Linked DNA regions of Mus musculus: region 2 is linked to region 1. A link is a contact called in public HiChIP or PLAC-seq data. All regions are on one chromosome and are shown on one strand. The core of a region is the stretch at or near the end of the contact, and the rest is flanking DNA. Distances in the headings are between cores, read along the strand shown. Region 1 overlaps Arhgap19 (Rho GTPase activating protein 19). Region 2 holds the start of Arhgap19 (Rho GTPase activating protein 19).

Region 1 (4,266 bases), core at 1,464-3,963:
TCTGACTTGAGATATAATGTCTGTGAAGATGTATGCTATATCTTGAAGACTCGGTGTGGAAAAAAAGTTAAAATATCCCACACTTTTTTCTGCTGACTTTTGACAATGGGAGGTGGAGGAAGTATGGGGGCCATAAGCGAGGAAGGGAAGGAGGGAAGGAGGAAGGGAGGGAGGGAGGCAGCTGAACGAGACCTCTAACCTCTTCCTTCCATGAGTCAGGTCACATGACACACACAGAGCATCCATAGACTGGAAGCACTCTGAAAGCCCATCAGGATCTCTCTAGCTTACTGTGTACACAGAGGCTGGACACCGGCACCCTGCTCGAACAAGATCCACTCTCCCCCCCCCTTGAGACAGGGCTCTCCCGAAGCCTGGAACACACCAGCAAGATCCACCTGTTGGCCCATCCTGCCTCAGCACTGTGATTACAGGTCCCCAAGTCCACAGTGGCTTTGACATGGGAGCAGGGGACCTGAACTCAGTGTCTGATGCTTGCTCAGTAAGCATGCTTGCCCACCGGCCCTCTCCCCCACCCACCCCCACTTCCATCTGCTCCTCTGATACTTACATTTACGGTGATTACATTTGTGACTCCTTTTTTAACATTAGATATCATGTTTGTAATATATGCAGTTATGTTCCATGGATGTTTCAGACAAGAGACTGCATACTACAGTGGTCCCAGAGTGTCCCAGAGCTGAAACTGCCACGGACTAGGGAAGTCATAACTGTTAGCCACCCAGTGGTATGTTATGAAATCACTGATGATTCTGGAGGAAAACAATCTACTTTGCCACAAGCCTTATGAAAGGGTAACCCACAACAACTATGAACAGTACACACATTCATTATGAGGGACTGCTCAGCACGCCATACTTTTTATCATTATTTTTTTAAAAGATTTATTTATTATATGTAAGTACACTATAGCTGTCTTCAGACACCCCAGAAGAGGGCATCAGATTTCATTACATGTGGTTGTGAGCCACCATGTGGTTGCTATTTGAACTCATGACCTTCAGAAGAGCAGCCGACGCTCTTAACCGCTGAGCCATCTCTCCAGCCTTTCTTATCATTATTTTAGGGACGAGGACTCTACTATTAAAACAAAACAAAAACCTTTCTGTAAAGCAGCATGGCCCACCATGCCAGGAGCATCCTCATACTCGATTTCCTGTGTCTCCTGGGGCCACATATGTCAGTACACTCTATGATGGCACACAACAGCAAAACTGTATAATGGTGCACTGCTCAGAATGAATTCTTATTTTGGTTTTAGTTTGTTTGGCCTTGTTTTGTTTGTTTGTTTGTTTGTTTTGTTTTGTTTTTTTCTGATACGGGGTTTCTCTGTGTAGCCTTGGCTGTCCTGGAACTACCTCTGTACACCAGACTGGCCTCGAACTCACAAAGATTAGTCAGCCTCTGCCTCCCCACCACCCAGCTCTTAGAATGTATTCTTGTCAATAAACAATGCACACCTATTTCATATTACACTTTTATCTCAGGCTATTTCTGCCCCCTCTGAGCCACTGCCATAGATTCTGATCATAAAATGTGATAACGTCAACTGTCTCGAGGACAGATGTGTCCAGAGTGCCCCAGCTGTGCCCATGTGGATACCTGAAGTCTTCCAAGTTCCTCTGCACTAGCTCTTTCAGCACACTGGCCCTGGACTCGTCACTCACTAGCTCTTTCAGCACACTCCTCTGGCCTATGATGGCTTCCTTTCTTTCTCTTCTGCCCACAGATTTGGTTTGACTGAATTCATTGTTCCTTAATATCAAGCCACAAAGCATAAAAACAACCTAAAAGGGAGTTGGGTGTCCTTTGTAAAACAGAGCCTGTTGGGGGCACATAGCCCAAGAGCTACTTCCACTCAATATGGAATAACTCAGAGCAAGTCAGCAACTTAGACAACCTGCACTCCTCAAGGAGTGGGGCCACCTACCCTGGGGCTCAAAGCTGTTGTTTTAGTTGTGGTTGTTTTGGTTTTTGAGACAAGATCTCTCTAAACAGCCCTAGCCTCCCTGGAACTCCATATGTATAGAGCAGGCTGGCCTTGAACTCACATAGATCCACTGCCTCTGCTTCCCAAGTGCTAAGATTAAAGATGTTATGCTACCATGCCCAGCCTCGGCCTTGTTTTGTTTTGAAAGAATCTTGTTTATGTCTAGGCTGGCCTCAACTCGTCCCTAGTATTCTGCCTCCCACGTACTAGGATTAGAGATGTGTGCTACCTCATCTAAGTAAATTTCCATCAGCCAAAGCCTCACTCATCCTGAACCCACCCACATCCCCTCCCTCCATTAGAAAACCCAGGACGAGCCCTTTGTAGAGTATCAAGTTCCTTAGGACAGGAAGCTACCTCTCTTCAAAGCAACGTGAGCCAAGAGACCAGTCAGAACCCACAGATATGAAACAGAAAAAATTTAATTCAGAATATTACATGAATATAAAAGACAATATATATGATTGTTTCTTTACAATTACATATATATATGCAAAATAATAAAAAATAACAAATAGGTACAACCTTCTCCTAAGAAACCTTTTGGGGGTCGAGTGAGCAAGCAAATGAGCGAGCGAGCACACAGAGCGTGCACAGGCACGCCTTGCTGAAAGGCCTTGGGTGAGAGCACTCCTTCTCTATAGCCTCTGGACCAAGCATGTCAGGGGCATGCTCAAAAGCTCTTCAGCATGGGCTGTGGCCTCAGGAACTCCAGTTTCCATGGTGACAAAGCACTCAGGTTATTATTTATCCTCCATCTCCTCACTGCCCTACCTCCACACAGCTTTCAGCACTGGCTGCCTAGTAAAGCCAGCTTTTTGACAGGGAGTCTGACATCAGGCTACCAGGACTAAGGTCACTCAAAACCTTCATCTTAGGAAGCCAGATTCTCTGCAAACTCTGGGACAGTCCTGCTGGTTTAGATCTGGACCCTCACTTCAGTCTGAAGACTTTAGAGTGTAGGAGAGCAGGGATGATGCTGTCTCCAGAGGAAAGGATGTCACAGAAAAGAGACCTCAGCACACAACCTGCCAGTCAGCATCCTGTGCTGCCTCATCCCCCAGGGTGTTTCCTCATCACTCCTGACTGACTCTGGGAGGACCTTCAGAGTATAGCACATGCTGTGTGGAGGGACCACTGTGGGTTCCCTCAGGCCCCATCAGCTGTGCTTCTAGAATGTTCCAGCACTTGGTTCTAACCAATACTGTCTCCCACCTGTGCCCTACACAGTGCATGTGACATGGGGAATGGGGGGACAGGGCGGGGGCGGGTTCAAACCTGATCACTGGTCTCAGTGAGAAAATCCACTTCTGTGGAACGTCAGAGAAAGGGCCCACAGCCTCTATTCATTTACCTAGTGCAGATACAGATCAGATAGGATCTGTCTCTTCATAGTTGGCAACAATAACCACCAGATGACACTTTGACACAACATCAAAGCCTATGACGATTAACCCAGAAAGAAAAGAAAGGTTCTGTCACAAAGACTACGCCAACATGGAAAATAAATATAATAAAAACCCTTAAGACACAGGTCAGCTAGGCAGTGACTACACTCACGCCTTTAATCCCAGCCCTGGGGAGGCAGAGGCAGGAAAACTCTGAGTTCGAGGCCAGCCTGGTCTACAGAGTGAGTTCCAGGACAGCCAGGACCACAGAGAAACCCTGTCTCAAACAAACATTAGTTAAAAACATTAGTTAAATACTGGCTCAAAACAGCAACTGTACGCCTTGTCAGAAGGACGGCAGCAACCTTCTGTGACGACGATGGAGCTTCTGTCTGCGTTTCCAAGAAGATACCACAGGTTACAAAGCCACATGTTACAAGACTCAAAAGGTTATGCTTTTCCTCAAGTCTATTCTGCACTGGATCACAGCTTCTACAAGAAAAAATGACCTAAAATACCCTTACAGCAAGTAATGACTATCCAATAAATAAATGAAATCCACATTCCCAAATGCACGTGGTAACTCACTGCCCAAGAGGCCAGCCACAGAGAGCAAGCGCATGGGGCACCTCTCTCTCACCCAGACCATCCCTGGGCATCGCTTCCCTCTACCCACACTAGGCTCCTCAGTCCCGCGCTCTCTCTTTCTTGCTCACAGAGTGTGTAACTCCTGGCTGCATCAAGGCACTGCTTGGCTTGCATCCCTGCATAGTGCTACATTCCAGCATGGTGGGGTACACTGAAAGCAGGCTCCATGCTGAGGAGAACATCTCTGATTTGCTAACACAAAGGAGGTTTCTGTTTGAC
Region 2 (4,283 bases), core at 503-3,002, 35 kb after region 1:
ATATCTGTAAGTGCTGGGCTACACACCTTGGCAGTGAGATGCCTCCGTGAGTAACGGCACTCCCTGCAAAGCCTACAACCCAAGCATGATCCTCAAATCCACTCGGTGGAAGAAGAGAACCGTGAGCTGCTTTCTGCTCTCCTGTGCATGCACTGTGGTACCTAAGTGTGTGTGCACAGGCATACACAAGCACGATAAATGACAGATTTAAAAAGTGTTAGTCCCATTGATTAAATGGGGCTGGGGATGCAGCTCAGTCAGTAGGGGGCTTGCCTAGCAGCACATAAGACAGGGCTTGGTGGCATATGCCTGTAATTCCAGCACTTGGGAGGCAGAGGAAGGAGGTTCGGAAGCTCAAGATTGGGGTTCCCTGGATTACATGAGAGACTCTGTTTCAAAAATAAATAAATAAATAAATAAGCCTCACAAGAACCCCCAGACTAATCCCCTGCAATATGCAATTGACAAGTACACGGGTAGCTGAAACGAGACTGGGAGTTCCAGTCCAGCCGAGGTACTTAGCAAGAACCTGTCTCAGTAACGACAATAGAGGGTTTCAGATTCAGAGAAAACTGTGTTGGTCAGATAGTTAACAGTTTCAAATTTTACATTCAGTTGACAGCAGCCTCAAGGAAGAATTCTAAGTCCTCTTGCTGTAGAACAGTATTTCATTTGTCCTCATTTTCATTACAATTCAGGATTTTCGAGTCGGAGGAGAGATAATCTAATGACATTTATCAACCCACGGGCACAGTTCCCGGGAGAAATAAAAGGTCAAAGAGTGGAAAACTCCTCCATACAAAACAGTAACAATACCCACACAAGCCCATCAGGGCTCAGGAAAAATCAGGCTCACAAACTCGGTTTCCCAAAATTCTTGGTTCTTCTGTTCTGTACTAACTCCGTACCAAAGCATAGCATTGATCATACTCTCTGACAATGTAAGTAATCTCATTCTATTGGAGTGTGTCAGACTCCAAATATTTGTTTGTAATCGGTTAAGAAAGGCTCGACTTTATGACAGGGACAGTACTCGTTCCAGAAAGAAGAAATGAGATCACAATTTCAAGGAAACATAAAAATCTATCGTATTTTGAAGTGTTTGCCAGGATGGGTGCTATGCGCTTTAAATAGGTTGTGTCATCCCGTCCAGGTTCTGAAATAAGTATCGTTATGTTTATTTACAGAAGAAGGCTGAAGCCGAGAAAGGTCAGCCAGCTTAGGGGACAAAAATCCCTTTTAACCATCACTCAAGTCGCGGCTCTGAGTAAAGCGCAGAGGCTGTCACGAAGGACATTTAAAGCTCCCGGGGCGTTGTGGGATTCTCTAAACCGCTCTGGGCTTCAGTTGCCACTCAAAACGCTCGGCGCCAGGGCAGACACCATGACCGTGGCCCGGGGGTCTGCAGCCAGAGCGTCGGGAGGGCTCCACACACGGCCGTGGGACTCGCGGAGAGCAGCGCAGCGGGAAGCACGGACCGCAAAGACCCGCCTCAGCCCCCGCAGGCGCGTCGGCGTAGACACCACGGGAGAGAGGAACAAAGCCCGGGCCTGTGGACCACGGTGACTCAAGGGCAGGGCGGCGACATCGCTAGCCCACAGTCCCGTCTCCTAGGCAGCAGGACGGAAAACTTGGCTCACCTCCGGCCAGAGTCGCAGACCGGCGCCTCCCCTCCACTCGGCGCCTCAGCCGCCATCTTCCGCGGCAGCTTGGTCTGCAGCCCCGCCTCAGGCACCGCCCCTTAGCCCTTAGATTGGCTAGGATGGTTTTCTAAGTCCTGTACGATTGGACGAACCTATGGCCCCGCCTAAATAAGAACCGTTCCATGCTACTATTGGTCTATTCAAATATCTAACTGTCATTGGTAGCACAGAACCAACGAAAGGGCAGGAGAAACACCTGCCCGAGGCCTACCGGGAGATGTAGTTTCTCGTTTTGATTAACCCATGTAGTTCCGCGGATCAAGTCACAAATTCCTGGCTGCGCTCCCCTCCCCGCTAGGTAAATCTCTGAGTTACAAAACTGTCGGTTTTTAAAGTCACTTGAAGAGAAAAGGTTCTTGAGGCCCTGCCCATCCCCCAGTTCGGTAGGCAGTTAACGGTTGCTAGGGAAAAGGGCTCATCACCCCTCACTCACTTAAACCCCCATTCACCCCACCCCCAAGATCCATAGGCTTAGTAAAAGGGAAGAAAAGGCATTTTCTTCAATGGTATATAATCAGTGGTAAATTGCATACGTTCCTGTAAGCTACCCTAAGTAAACTCTTGTGTGTGTATATATGTATGTGTGTATGTATGTATGTATTTATGTATGAATGTATGTATGTGTGTGTGTATGTATGCAGGGGCTGATCTTCAGGGTACATATTTGGGGGAGGGGGAAAGTCAGTATAAAGACACCAAAAGCACTGGCTAGAATAGAGAGGCAAATTTTGGGTCATCCAAACAAGCCTCCTTGGGTGACTTCAGGCCAACAAGAAAATGTGACTAAGCCAGGCAGTGGTGGCGTATACCTTTAATCCCAGCACTTGGGAGGCAGAGGCAGGTGGAAAAAAAAAAAAAAAAAAAAAAAACATGGTATTGATATATGAAATTCACAATTAACAATAAGGGGCAGCTAGAGATGGTTCCGTGGTTCTAAGAACACTTGCTGCTTTTCCTGAAGACTAGAGTTTGATTCCCTGCATTGAAAGGTTCACAAGGGCCAGACAGTGAGTCCAGTTCCAAAGGACTGATTGCCTTCCTATAGCCTCCAGAGCTGGCCTCCGGGGCACATGCGCACAGATGCACAGAGACACATAAAATCTTTTCTAAAAGCAAAAAATATAGATGGTAGAGAGTAAAAAGTGAAGGGAAAGAACATTGTGACCCTGACTTGACCCCCAGACCAGGCAACCTTGACCCTATCTTGACCCCAAGCTCAAAATCAGGGCCAAGAAACAGAATCCCACCAATCCCTGAGCACAAAATTCCCACCAACCCCTAGAATTGCCCCAAAATCAGGCCACAAAAATCCCACCACTCCCTCCCTGGACACCCTGGAAAGCTCTGTCTTCATCGCCTGTCCCGCCCCACCAAGAAACCCTATACAAAACCCGCTGAGCTTCTGCCGCTTTTCACCCCAGCAGAGGCCGCCACCCTCCGCGGGTTTCCCCTTGCAGTAAGTTTCCTGTGTGAGGTTGGTTGTATGCTGGGTGGGACTTTGTGGTATTCCTTGGCTCAGGACTGCCAGAGTATCTCTGAGCAGAGCTATAACACTTTCACTGGGGACATCTCCCCCTGCTGGAGCAGAGATGGTGTTACACTTGCATTGGGGGAAACAACCCTCCCCCACCCTAACCCCTCCACCCCTAACCCCCACCCCATTTCCATCCCCAAAGGTAATGGGGAAGCCTTTCCCTTCAGAACTATAACACATACTGAAGGTATCTGAAGAATGAATCATGAGATTGTGCTCTGGCTTCCACACATGTACTCACATTCATGCGTATACTCATGAATAGGCCTACACACATGCACACTAATAAAATAAGTTACTCTCTGAAACACAAGACTGAGGTGAGGCAGGGAATGTCAGCCAAGAAGAGCTGGTCCCAAGTCCTTGTTTGTTTGTTTGTTTTAAAGATTTGTTTGTTTGTTTGTTTTTGTGTATGAGTATATCCTTGACCCCAGAAGAGGGCATCTGACCCTATTACAGATGGCTGTGAGCCACCATGTGGTTGCTGGGAATTGAACTCAAGACCTCTGGAAGAGCAGTCAATGCTCTTAACCACTGAGCCATCTCTCCAGCCCCTGGTCCCATGTCTTAAACCAACATCATAACTAAAACTTTCAGGGGAGAAGTTGGGAAGGTCTATATGGAATGCATACAGACCTTTTTCTTGTTATTCCCTAAACAATGCATTTTAAAAGCTATTTATGTAGCATTAGCTGTTATAACCTAGGCATGACTTAAAGTGTATAGAAGGAATGAGTAGGTTTTAAGCAAAAAACTATGTCTTATTTCTGGTTATTATTGCTGTGATAAAACATCATGCATCCTGGGGTTGATTTTTTGGTTTACAGTTTATTGGGCTTACAGTTCCACATCACAGTTCATCATTGAAGGATTTCAGGACAGGAACTCAAACAGAGGAGAAACCTGGAGTTACAAGCTGATGCAGAGGCCATGGAGGGGTGCTGCTTACTGGCTTGCTCTCCACGGCTTGCTCAGCCTGCTTTCTTACAGAATCCAGGACCACCAGCCTAGGGGTGGCACAACCCATAATAGCCTAGTCCCTTCCA

What was found. HiChIP or PLAC-seq counts read pairs in DNA pulled down with a chosen protein or histone mark.
Region 2: an H3K27ac HiChIP or PLAC-seq map of epiblast stem cells shows a contact between it and region 1. The contact joins the promoter of Arhgap19 here to the enhancer-like site in region 1. A contact is called at or near these places in 1 of 39 promoter capture datasets (macrophages), 5 of 484 Hi-C or Micro-C datasets (B cells, bone marrow-derived macrophages, cumulus cells and 2 more), 7 of 115 datasets of contacts at active chromatin or transcription factors (the SCID.adh cell line, effector CD8 T cells, embryonic stem cells and 3 more) and 2 of 9 other capture datasets (adipose tissue and pancreatic islet).

What each region holds. Positions count from the first base shown.
Region 1 is chr19:41,764,173-41,768,438 of GRCm38.p6, forward strand. Arhgap19 (Rho GTPase activating protein 19) reads right to left here. Exons shown (of 12, transcript NM_027667.3): 12 at 2,416-4,266. Among named protein-coding and RNA genes, the nearest start is that of Gm19424, 19 kb to the left of the region's middle. Within about 2 kb of position 2,714, at least 36 of the 459 cell types and tissues checked have an H3K27ac peak or open chromatin away from gene starts, as enhancers often do. A contact at or near this core is called in the SCID.adh cell line, embryonic stem cells, epiblast stem cells and 2 more, where this site is marked.
Region 2 is chr19:41,800,332-41,804,614 of GRCm38.p6, forward strand. It overlaps Arhgap19 (Rho GTPase activating protein 19), which reads right to left and starts at 1,753. Exons shown (of 12, transcript NM_027667.3): 1 at 1,641-1,753. The coding sequence starts at 1,696.